2 separate regions of the Triticum aestivum genome follow, and region 1 is linked to region 2. The links are chromatin contacts, called in public Hi-C maps. All regions are on one chromosome and are shown on one strand. Each heading gives the region's core, a stretch centred on a gene start, on an enhancer-like site or on the middle of the called end of the contact. The rest is flanking DNA. Distances are from core to core; before and after follow the strand shown.

Evidence for each region. A called contact is a pair of places that touch in the nucleus more often than the background predicts.
Region 1: a Hi-C map of leaf shows a contact between it and region 2, with 3 times the contacts expected there. The contact joins the promoter of LOC123105949 here to the promoter of LOC123105948 in region 2. A contact is called at or near these places in 3 of 5 Hi-C or Micro-C datasets (all in leaf) and 1 of 1 datasets of contacts at active chromatin or transcription factors (leaf).

The regions. Positions count from the first base shown.
Region 1 is chr5A:681,445,182-681,452,228 of IWGSC CS RefSeq v2.1, reverse strand. It overlaps LOC123105949 (endoribonuclease Dicer homolog 1), which reads right to left and starts at 2,049. Exons shown (of 20, transcript XM_044528135.1): 1 at 1,736-2,049; 2 at 460-1,616; 3 at 260-373. The coding sequence starts at 1,599.
Region 2 is chr5A:681,288,448-681,294,577 of IWGSC CS RefSeq v2.1, reverse strand. LOC123105948 (serine/threonine-protein kinase ATG1a) reads left to right here and starts at 2,895. Exons shown (of 13, transcript XM_044528134.1): 1 at 2,895-3,112; 2 at 3,221-3,350; 3 at 3,460-3,518; 4 at 3,959-4,023; 5 at 4,307-4,400; 6 at 4,477-4,557; 7 at 4,657-4,768; 8 at 4,922-4,976; 9 at 5,471-5,580; 10 at 5,658-5,989. The coding sequence starts at 2,895.

The DNA.
Region 1 (7,047 bases), core at 800-3,299, 160 kb before region 2:
ATTCTGTCTTTATTACATGGATTTTTATTAGTTATTCCATATCGCCTATGACTGTTTCTAGAAATTGCAGTATCCCTTGTCCCCGCTTCCATATCCCCGTGTCTGTCCCCGTATTGATGCTTGCTGGAGCATAACCAGAGTGATCTTGTTCCAAAACAATATATAGATTTAGGCAAATGTTTAGCATAGAACTAGGTCACAGGTCATTATACACGGCAATAAGAACAGTATGAAAGGGGATGAAAAATAGAAGAATGACCTGTTTCGAATCAAATTCTCGCTGCCACTTTCTAGCATCCCAGAAATCCTGACCCATCTCTCCACAGTAGTGCCCGACCCGATAGCCAGTCCTCTCGCGTATCACCTCAGCTTGCTGCAATTTCAGCAACACGGTTACACCCACAAAATTCGAAACCTTAATCACTGAAAGGTCAGTCATGTATGTACTGTATGTACTACCTGATACACAAGAGGCACCTTGGGAACCAAGAACACAGCAAGTATTTTCCTGTTCTCCTTCATCATTTTGTCACATATGCTTTTGATGAGCAGCACAGCAATGAGAGTCTTCCCCGCGCCGGTCTCGAGGAAGGCTATGGTGTTTCTGCTCTTTGCTTGCTCAAGCACCTCCAACTGGTAATGTCTCGCCTGCTCCTCTGCGAGAGGCTTCTCCTTCTGGGCAGAAGCCGCCTTATCCGCCTCTGCATTCTTCTCCACGGAGCCTCCGTTCTGTGTCCTGGCACGCTTTCCCTCGCGCTCAGACTCCTGCTCCCAGGTGCCAGGGCGGAACACCATCTTGCCGCCGCGGTCCCGCTCCCAGAACCCTCGAGCCTCGCGGCGGTGGGCAGGGTTACTGTCGCGGTCGCGCTTGCGGGGCCTGTCAACGAAGTCGCGCCTCCCACGCCGTTCCTCCCAACCACGCGAGGGAGGCGGAAGCATCGGGCGCCGCCGCGAATCAGGGCGTGGCTCCCCGTGAGCCCCAGGGGCGAGGCGAGGACGCTTCCCATCTCTCCACTCCCCGGCGCGACCGCCGTTCGTGGAACCACCATGCGACTCCCTTCTCGGCTCCCTCCTTGGGTCGACGCTTCTCGTCTCCTTCCGTGGCTCGACGCTTCTCGTCTCCCTCCTCGGCTCGACAGCCTGGCTCCTCTGCCCCGAGCCCACCACCGCCACAGCATTGTCGGCCACAGACGCAGCAGCAGTCTCCTGCACCCGCTCCGCTGGCGGCGGGGGAACCACAGGCTGAGACGGCGGGGGCTGCGGCGCGGGGGCGGGGGTGCTCTCGTCGTTGATGCTCTCGAGTATCAGGTCTATCTCGTCGACCAAGCCGTCTTCGACGCCGCAGTCCATGGCGGGCAAGAGGCCCGGGTCGAAATCCGCGGACGCGAAGTCGATGCCGCAGTCCATGGAGGGCAAGGGCACGAGCCCCGGGGCGAAGTCGATGCCGCTGCCGCTGTCCATGGCGGACATGAGGCCCGGGTCGAAGTCGGCGGACGCGGCGAAGTCGAAGAGCAGGGACGGGTCGTCCTCGTCCTCGCACGCGTCGTACCAGTAGGACACCGCCCCCGGGTGCGCGCCGCCGCCTCCTCCTCCCGCCATCTCCCCCGCGGCTGCAGCTGCAACCGGAGCAAACCAATCGTCGTCACACACAACTAGCACATCAATCAATCAATCAGAGAACCACGAGGAAACAAACAGGGGAGGGGAGGGGAGGGGAAACGAATGTTGGCACTACTGCTGCTGCTCTGTGGCGGTGGCGGCGGCGCGGGAGGTCCGGTGGAGGGCGGTGGCGGTGGCGAGAGAGCGGAAGAGAAAGAGGCGGTGATAAACCGTACGAATCACGCAATCGAACCAATCGAGTGGGGCGAGGGAGATGCGAATGCGATTCCGATATGGCGGCGACCGGTCTCGATCCGATTCGATTCGATTCGACGGTGTATCAACGCTACTCTTTCTCTTCTCCCTCTCTGCTGATCTCCACTCCTCTCTCTCTCTCTCTCTCTCTCCGATATGAGCGGAAAGAGATGGGGGGAGGAGGACGGAGCTAGCTCGGGGCAGGAGGAGGATCCCGAATTAATGGACGCGAGCCCTCGCGGCCAGGAGCGGTGTCCCGCCGACGCGCGGGGCCCCCGGGCCTAGCTAGGGCAGCCGCGGCCGCGCGGCCCGGCCCGGCCCGGCCTGAAGCGACCCCTCGCGTGGGTCCCACCCGTCAGGCGTGGTTGTTGTCCCCCGAGGCCCGAGCGGCGCCGCGACGACTGCGAGTCGTGTGTGCACGCTGTGGGCCCCGGACGAGCGGAGGGGGAGTGGGTGCCGCCCCTGCCGCGTGCTCCAGCCACCACGGTAACTACTCCTGCTTTTTTTTTCTTTGAAAGTAACTGCTCCTGGTTTCATTTTCACTCAGAAAACAAAGGTGGTGTTTGGTTCTTTAGTCCTAGGACTTTTTCTAGTATCTAGTCCCTAAAAAATCCCTCCCTGTTTGTTTCAAGAGACTAAAAAGTCTCTGGTCCCTTCCTAGAAGTTATTAAATGACCATATTACTCCTAGTATATAAAAAAATAACAATTAAACAACATAATGGGGTGGCGGACCAATGGGTGCATGGAGGGGCATTATTGGAAAAGTCTCAAAAAGACTCTTCTTGAGAGTCTTCTTCATTTAGTCCCAAATGCCTAGTTTAGTCCGTAAAAAATCTCTCCTATTTGATAAAAAAGTCTTTAAGAAGAACTTTTCCTAGTCCCTACACGAAAAAGTCCCTGAAAATAAACACCCCTAAACTACTCCTGCAGCTTTTGATGCGCTGCAAATTCAGCTTCGGTGCACTTTTCCATCGACCATCGTAGGTGAGACTTTGAGGACGTGATTACTATGCTCCATGGCACTGCTGCTCCTAGTACTACTTCGTCAGAGTTAATTAAGTTTGCAGCCTGAGTGGATAGATAGATGGATAGATAGGACAAGGAGCAAGTGAGTGAGTCCCAATGCATGGAGCATCAAGTTCCAAAGGTCGTTGTACTAACCATCTCCGCGACACGACGCGCGCGTGCAAAGATAAGCAGATGCTTTGCTGCCCTGCCGGCACAGGCACCCCGTCCGTAGATACAACCGAACCTGGCCGCTTCGGGCCAGTGAGCCAGTCCATCCATAAAATGAGAGAAAAATGAAACAAAAACACGTCTAGGTTCGTTCGTTCAACGGAAGCGCCTTCTCGAACCCGAGCAAAATAGTACGTTAGGATACGCACAGTGACAGGACACAGGACAGGGACGGACAGTGAGTGTGAAAGACAGTGAGGAAAGGCTGCCACTGCTGTGTGTGAGTGTCAGTGTGTCACCTCCCTCCTGGAGACGAACCTACCCCGATTGATGCCGCCCGCCTGCGCGCGGTACAGCGGAGTGAGTGCTCGCCTTGCCCTTCTTCACTCACTGACAGTGGTGGCTGGAGTGAGTGACTGACCGAAGAGCAGTGGTGGTGGCATGATAGTTACGGCGGCGTCCCGACAGGGGCATGCGTCCGCTGCCTGCCCGGGAATCCTGCACGGTTGTTGTGCCTTTAAGGCAGGCGGTGCCCGCACCGGATCCCGTGCCCTGCGCCCAGCACCGGGCACTGTTGCTCCTCGACTCGACTCGTGCTGAACGATTCCGCTCGGGTCACTGCACTTTTTCGGCAACTTTATCTACTGTATTTATTTATTCGGATTCACGCTGTCTGACAAACTTCGTTCGTGCACTCGACCACTTCATTCGTCTCGGCCGGAAGCCATGGGTGGGATTCTCAGGAGTTTATTATATGGGTTGTGTGCTAAAAATCCCTTTTAGAGGCCGATCTCCATGGAGGTTGGTTTTTGAAACATTCAAAATTTATCGGAATTCATACTTTTTACATTTTAGAAAATTCTGAAGACAAAAATATAGATACACATGGGGGGATAATGCATAGGTGTGTAAATTTTCAGGACGGATACATTGAAATGAGGATTGTGCAAGAAAAACAAATCTGGGCCTTTTTAACATATGATACTATTCATCCTTCCAGTTCGTGAATTTGTCTTTTTAATACATATCGCATGTTATCTCATCCTGAAATTTTACGCACATACACATAACATCCTTGTTTACTTGTACAATTTTCTTTAAAAAAATTGAACCTTAAATGTTTGAATTTTGTTTTTTTTTTCAAAAAACTCGGCCTCCATGGAGGCCGAGAGCCAAAACGTCTAGCACGTTGTGTGCATATTATAGTACTTATGAAAAGCTTTATATATTGTTGCAAGAAAACAGATTGCACATTACGGTACTTATGAAAGCTTTATTTATGGGTCCCGATAACTGCCACACGTGTGGGCGTTAAGGGATCTGCCCACACGTTCTGTGTGGTGCCTAAGAGGACCAGCCCACACGCTTGTGTGTGGGCAAAACAACTAGCGCCCACACGCCTTTTTTCCCCTCCCGGTCTTTCTTATACAACGTGCGTGTGGGTGAAATAGATAATGCCCACACGCCCGGTACGTCAGGCCTCGTACTCATGGTCCCGCACGCCCCACGTGACACTTTACCGCGCGCACGCAGTTGCCATGGGCCGGACCCTCGTCTATGTTTGTTTAAGTGCAGTTGCCATGTGGCTGAACTACGGTTGCCATGTCGGACAACTACAGTTGCCATGTCTGCTCAACTGCAGTTGCCATCTCAGGTCAAAAGTTCCAGATTGCCATTTTTTGGACAGCTACAGCTGTTGCCATGTGTGGTCTGGTCTACTGCAATTGCCATGATTTCAAAACTTTAGGAGTTGCCACCTACTAACACTAGGCAGTTGCCATCTCAGATCAAAGTTCCAGATTGCCATTTTTTGGACAACTACAGCTGCTGCCATGTGTGGTCTGGTCTACTGCAGTTGCCATGATTTCAAAAATTTAGGAGTTGCCACCTACTAACACTAGGCAGTTGCCATGTAGCACTGAAAAAATGGCACGGCAAAAAAACATGTTCGGGTAAAAGAGAGAGTTGCCATGTGCTCACAAGCACGTTAGGGCAGTTGCCATGTAAAAAGAAAGAGTTGCCATCTGCTTACGTGCACGCTAGGGCAGTTTGCCATGTACCATGCAAAACATATGGCAACTAATATGTTCGGGTAAAAAAAAGAGAGAGTTGCCATCTGCTTGCAATCACACTAAGGAAGTTGCCATGTACACTGCAAAACGCATGGCAACTGGCAGCTTGGGTGTGGGAGAGGAGGCGGACGTGTGGGCGAGATGGAAAACGCCCACACACCAGCCCTTGTGCATGACTGAAAACTGGTGTGTTGGTGAACTGCTAAACGGTCACACACCGGCCCCTCCGTGTGGTAAAACGGATGTGTGGACGAACTATGTCACACACCACACACACGCCTTGTCCTACGTGGCACGAAAAATCAGCCAGATTGTGCCAAGATTCGTGCATATAGTACTAGACGGTGATGGATGCGTGTGGACGAGATGGTCAACGCCCACACGTGTGGGCGTTAACATTTCCGTTATTTATTGTGGGACCGCGAGGGGGGAGCGACTTCTAGTTAGAGCAAAATTCTCTATTTTGAACCATTAGTTGTGGGCATCTATTGGTTGTCTTCACTTTTCCTTTGTTCGTGAGAGGCTAGTCCATGAGGATGGCACTTGTGATCCTCTGAAGGATGCTTCGTCTCAATGAGGCTAGTCGCTACGGGCCGCTCCTAGCAGGAGCAAGCCAGAAAGGACACAACACAATGACAATCACTGTCATCCAGCAACTTCAGCAATGGGAGTGCAAGATCTATTGAGAGCGACTATGGTATGTGGGGGCTACAGTGTGTGCATTACCGCCTCGTCGTCAGCGACGAAGGCATGCCTAGGGCACTCGGGGCTATAACACTAGGCGTAATAACAATATCATTTGCAATTCTTTCTTATACAATATACAAACCACTTTTAGTGCATCACCGAAGCTAGCTTAACCCTAGGCCTAGTCCCATGCTAGCTTCGCAACTGCTCCTTGTAACCGATCCTCGAGCAAAGTTTGTCTAATGATTCTCGCACTAGTGAGAGTCTAGGTAGAGAAAATATGAGGTTAATAGATCACCAAAGCATCACAGGATGCAGGCATCGGACATGTGCCAATGTGAGAGTTTAATTTTGCATCCTGAGGCACAATGGGTTTATAGTAAGCAGTAAGTCTTTCACTACCGCAGGATGCTGCTAACGCGACACTATAATCAAAGACCCTTTAGCAAAACTATGTGCAATGCATTAATCGCAAACGATGTTGTAAAAAAACCGTGAAAAAATGATACGAACTGTTTGCGATGGCGGATACTACGTCAAACACGATTCAGATTAAAGTTGCGTGTGTAAGTTTGCTTTGGTTGGCCCTAGGTTCGACCCTTGCCGAAGGCAAGTTTTTTCCCTATACGATTGGACAATTTATCTAACGAATTATTATGAATTACTGATAAACATATTTTTTACTTATCTGTAACTATTTTATAAATTCTCAAAAGATATGAATATAAGATATGCACACTTGTGTGTATTCTCAAAAAGATATAATACTAGTAGAATGCCCGTGTGTGTTGCCATGTGCCTTTTAATTTTTGTTCTGATTGCGTATAAAGACTTGTATTATGTGTATATGACTCGGGTGAATTTTTGGCCGCTTCCAACAACATCGTGTCAACACCATGGTCGATGGATTCTTTGTTAACATTGACACAATACTTCTCCATCTCTCTCATACTCTGCAAAATAAACATTTATAAAGATACGCCTTTTTGTATTATCATGTGCAAAAAATATATAAAGAAGAACAATTATGTGCATGCATCTTTCCAATTGTGTAAGACTATGAGTTTGCAGTCCATCCATCATAAAGATTGGTCAACTGACATTTTGAAAGCATCATAAAATCCATTAATTTTATCTCTATTCTACAAAAGTGAATATATAAACACATATTAAAATAAAATAAAAATAAGGTAAGCCTATGTACAATGGGCAGTGCTACGTGTCCGCCGGTGGATATGTTGAAAAGATCCACCCCC
Region 2 (6,130 bases), core at 1,646-4,145:
TTATAAATGTTGAAGTTGGTGATGAATTCACATGTGGACTACACAAATAAATAAATGCAATTCTACCCACATACTCCATTCGTCCGTTTATAAGCGTGGATCTACCGTGCAATTTTTCTCTAGAAAAAGTGTACATTTACACATCTTATGCAATTAATAAATGCAATCGCCTCCTAGTAATCGCTGTCGCCACTCTATCCTCCAATCACACTCTTCTCGCCAGCATCACCTCCCAATCCTCATTCTTGTTCTTTAATTTAGTTGGTGGAGACTAGTAAGAGGAGTGAGAACTAATATGTCACCAATTTTCTAGATGTACACTTATCACCAGACAAAGGAAGTAAGAGAGCAACCTTTCAAGAAATATAAATAAACAAATGTTACTTTTACTAGGTATGAGACCTATCTCAAATAAACAAATACACTGCTACCCTAATGTGAGAATAGCACTCCTGTAAAAAAACACAAATTGTAAATGCAAGTATGCCGCTCCAGTTCAAAATCATCGTCTTGATTTTTGTTTCTCTACCTAACCAATTCTTCCGGTTCCATGTCATAGCAGAAGAGGGCAAACAAATTACAGTTCAACATGGCGATGGTTGTTCTCCTACTACCTAATCGATGATCTTGTGCATTCAACCTACTCATGCCGTTATCCTATGTTTCAAAATTCAAAATGTTATCTCGCTACAAATCTTCCAAAGGACCTAATATGGTCCAAGACTCTTTAGCAACTACAACATGGTTTTTTATTATATTCACACTCCTTTTAATCATGAACCATCTAATAGCTGCAAGAAACCATCATCTTTTGATGATCTCCTAATCTAATCTAGTGGTAACTCCTCGGGTTTTTATGGCTTTGTAGCAATGCACAAGCATTGTGCTAGTTTTATAAAACAGTTACAAATAATTAAAAAAATGTCTTTTATCTAATCCATATCCCAACATTAATTGGAAAAATTCTTCATTTTTATTGGAAAAAACAAAAAAAATAGAGACCAACCAAAAGCAAAGTTGTTTGCACTAGCCAACTTTCAAGAGTAAACATTCAATTGTACTACTAGGCACAACATTCGATTTATTATACTTTAGAAGTGCTACTGTCAAAGGCTATGGCGGTAGCCACTTTTCACATCATTTTGTTAGAAGACTTCTGATCTATTTATTTTTAATCATGATAGTACAACAGACATCAGAAATAATAAAAATTACATCCAGATCCGAGGCCACCTAGCGATGACTACAAACATTGAAGCAAGCCGAAGGCGCACCGTCGTCATCGCCCCTCCCTCGCCGGACCAACACAACAGAACAACAATCGCTCCGATTAAGAGTAGCGTAGATCAAAAGGATCCAACCTGAAAACACACAAACGCGGACGAACTACAACCAGATTCAAACAAATCCACCAAGGATAGATCTACCAGAGACACACCTCCACACGCACACCGGTGATGCTAGACACACCACTCGGATGGGGGCTAGGCGGGAAGAATCTTATTCCATCTCAAGAAAGCCGCCCCCGTCTCGTCTTCCTGAGTAGGGCACAAACCCTCACAAAACTCGAATGAGCATATGAAAACAGAGCCCTCCCACTAACAAGGCCCGGAATCCGTCGCGCCGCAATGATCCTAAGGCCATCGGGGACAAGACGGACCGGCGCGAGGCAATGGCGGAAGGTAAAGGAATCCTAGTCTTTTCTTAGGGGAGGAGGCGGCTGCGTACAGGAGCCTTTGCCACATCATTTTTGATAGCTAGGATTGACCAAAAGTCTATCGCCGTTGATCATGGCAGTAGCCTATATATTTCTACGCCAACGTGTATACAATATGGGACCAAGATCTTGTTCAACAAGTATTTTAATGATGATGATGTCCCACACATTCTGAGTATTCCTATTAAGGAGGGATTTGATGATCTTCCAGCCTGGCATCCCGACCCGAAAGGTAACTTTTCGGTTCGTTCAGCTTACAAACTCAAACTTCAGTTGGACGATGTTGCTGCAGGTCAAACATCAACTTTCACTGTAGCAGATCCGACAACAAATGCAACAAAGGTTTGGGCCAAGCTTTGGAGTTTGAAAATGCCTAGGAAAATCATCATGTTCCTTTGGAGATTGAGTCACAACACCCTTCTTGTCCGGTTAAATCTTAAACGTCGTGGAATTGACCTGGATACCATCTGTCTGATGTGCAATCGCCTTGACGAAGATGGTGGCCATGCCTTCCTCAAATGTAAATTTGCAAAGGCTTTTTTGCGGGAAGCTAAACAGGAGCATGTAAGGGGTTTGATTCTCAGTTGTACCGATGCAAAAAAAACGTGTATACAATAGGAAAAGGGTTAGATTTTTAACTTTTTTACAAACTAAGGTCAAATCGTGCTAATTTTTTGTTAAAGGGTCAAAACAGTGATTTTGTCCCATCACACGACACCTGTCACGTCACCGCACTAGTAGCCTATGCTATGAAGCAACAGCTTGTGCCACAGGACACCCACTCGCAGAGGAAACCGTTTTAAAAAGCTTGCAAAGGCACACGCCGGGCCATACCCCGCTTTCCCACGGGTGGGCCCCCACCCGAGCATAAAGAAAGAAGCCGTCCGCACCCACTGACGGCACGGCCCGCCGTATCGAGCAAACCGTTTCCTATACGAGGTCTCTGACATGTGGGGCCTAGCTAGATTGACCGCCACGGCCCCAAATATCCTTTCCCCCATCGGGAGAGGCCACCACCAGCACGCGGGCCCCGTGCCGTAATCCAAACCACCACCGGCACGGCAGCAGTACACGCTCTCGTCTCGCTCGCCCCCAATACGAACTCGCCGGCCGGCGACGGCGACTCGGCCCGGCCGCGGCGGAGGCGACATGGAGGAGGAGAGGGCGGCGCCGCCGCGGGTGGTGGGGGAGTACGAGCTCGGGGAGATGGTGGGGAAGGGGACGTTCGCGGAGGTGTTCCGCGCCGTGCACGCCCCCACCGGCGCGCGCGTCGCCGTCAAGGAGATCGACCGCCGCCGCGTCGACGACCACGTCCGCCGCGGCATCCTCCAGGAGATGAGCATCCTCGGCAGCCTCTCCCACCCCAACATCCTGCGCCTCATCAACACCATCGAGGTAGGTGTCCACCCCCTTCACCAAATCTCCGGCCCCCGCCGTCCGCGCTACTACTGTAGTCGCGATCGAACTCAGTGTGGTAAAAATGCCTCGCGGTTTTCGCCGCAGACGGGGGAGAAGCTGTTCCTGGTGCTGGAGTACTGCGACGGGGGCGACCTCGAGGCCTACAGGCAAACGCACGGCGGGCCGCGCAACCGGCTGCCGGAGGCCACCGCCAGGGACTTCGCCCGGCAGCTCGGTGAGTTCCCAATCGAGCCGAGTGTTCCCTTTCCCCTTTTTATTACTGTATATCCTGGGACTGTATATGTTTTGATGCGCCACTGCTGTTTGGTGTTTTGGATCATCAGCCGAGGGGCTCAAGGTGCTGAGGGGCCAGAGGATCGTGCACCGAGACCTCAAACCCCAGGTTAGATCTTACGCCCTTTTCTATTGGATTTCTTAGGGTTTACGGTTGGTCTGGGCGTGAACTTTTTTGGCATTTTTGGCTGGAATCTGTCGCTAATTGGGCCAGATCGGTAATTTGTGATGTTTTTTTTGCGCTAAGCGCCAAAACTAAGAGTAGGGTCCCGTGTAAAAGGGTTTCCATAATTATCAACTGAACTTAAATTATTGGTCAAAAGCTAAGCTTACATTTATAGCCGCAATCAATGTCAGTTTACCATCAAATGCCAAACTGCGTGGAGAATTGTGCTGTTCACTCATGCTTGTATTTGAACTTCAGTCATCAATAACAAATTTCATGTGGAAAATTTGTGTAGTTATTTATCTGGCCTGGTTACTTGTTCTATCGAATATCTTCAGAGATGCATTATTTTCTCCGTACTGATTGAGCTGTGAATCACGCAGAACCTTCTGCTATCAGCCGATGGGGACGCCATTACATTGAAAATTGGCGATTTTGGGTTTGCCAGGTGAGAGGTTTATTCTCAGTGTCGCAGTTATAGGACTATCTTCCGTTCTCTAAAGATTGAAATTGCTGGGGAGATGCAGACCAATACCAAAATATTTAGACCATTATCTGCTGTCAAGTGTTTTTATTTCCACAACGGCATGGTTTATTGGTCTTATTAATACTCACATTTGCTCCAAGCATGTTGGTTCTGAATTCTGTACTCATTGTGAGTTCTCTTTCTGTTTCATTGAGTTTTTTTTATAAGTGCAAGTGTACAACTGAAAACTATCTTCTCGCTTCAGATCTCTGATGCATGAAAATTTGGCTGCCACTTTTTGTGGCTCTCCATATTATATGGCCCCAGAAATCTGGCGAGGGGATAAATATGATGCAAAGGTATGTTTATTAACCGCTTTAAATTCACGGATCTTAAAATTAACCAGGCAATAATGTCTACCTGAAAACTTTGCAGGCAGATTTATGGAGTGTTGGAGTCATTCTTTTCCAGCTAGTAACAGGGGAGCTACCATTTCTTGGGGAGAATAGAGTGGAGGTTTGCTTGTAACACTGTACCATTAGTTGTACTCGCATAATCGCAATACACATATATAGCCTAACACACTGCTGCTTGCGCTTTGTTGACGGATTACAGCTGTGCGAAAAAGTATTGTCATCTAGTGGCCTCAGTTTCCCTCCAGATATAGAGGCTGATTTACATCCTGAGTTTATTGACCTGTGCAGAAGACTCATATGCCTTGATCCAGGTGGGTCTGCCATTTTCACTTCATTTTGTGTCTGGAAATAAGGCGTATGATAATTAATACTCACTGCAGTAATCTTTGTTCAACTTTCTTTTAGGCCATTTAATCTAGCCATTCATCGCAGAATCAGATTGAAAATTGCTTTCAATTTTGCAGCGGAGAGAATGCCTTTTGAGGAATTCTTTAATCACAACTTTTTGGCAACAGCAAGGTATTCCTGTTACTCTGGTGGTAGTGTTTAAAAATCACAAGTCCATGGGGTAGCTTTGAGTAATCTACTTTGCTTTTAGAACTTTTTCTGTATCAAGTCCTGTAAGTTTAACTCAGACGCCTGCTGCCCAAGTGCCCATATGAGAAGCTGCATGTATACCCCAAAAAGAAATGTACAAAAACCACGGGGAATGGTCAAATTCTGTACGAGTGAGCTCATATATGCAAGCTCTGCTCGTCTTTTTTTTGTCCTTGCAACTGCATGTAGATTAGATTTGGAATTGTTCTGGTGCGCATCACAATTTAATGCACGACTGACTTCATCATGAGCTTTTCATAAATGGGGATAACTACTCTTTGTGCAGCAATCCTGCAATCTTTTCTAGATTTCCTGAACGTTTTTGGAATAGTTAAAAGCATGCCATTTTGCACTTGGCTTGGTTGTGTCGTCATATTTATCTCGATTGTTGAATCTTGCTGATTATGCCTTTTCAGGAACAGTGAAATCGTGGATGAATCCCATCATGCTCTTGATTTAAGGGATACATGCCAGACTGTCTCTTCTGCTGTCGTCAAAGTAAAGTCTGAAAGTGTAGATTCAAAAGGTACGCTGGACACTGTCTATAAGTATAATTTGTATTTTATATCCTCTGCTTAGGCACTAATTTTGTATATTTTGCAGTATTTGATTCATGGGAGTGGATTGAACGAGAATATGTACTAGTTCAGGCAAACACTACTTCCATGGAGTTGCTGTCTTCACTTGAGAAACCAATGAAGGATGTTACAGGTGCAAGACCCCGCTGTGATGATATATCCACTATCAGTGGGCCTGTTCAGAGTCAAAACAGAGACTCACTCTATAGATTGAAATCCCATGGATGTACTCCACTGTCCGCTTCCCGTGAGTCAACTACTATGGAAAATCTGCGAGGGAGGCCACTTGATTGTTATACAAGGCTTCACCTACTGAATCAGTATATTGTCATTCTCACAGAACTTGCTCAGGAGAAGGTACTGCTGCTGCTGCAGTGGCAATTAGTATCATGTCTATTGAACACTGAACAGCATGTTCATCTTCATTCTGTCCAGTATTCAAACTGGAACTCCTTAGCTTTTTAGATTTTCTTCATGATCAGTCACTGTTTTTTTACT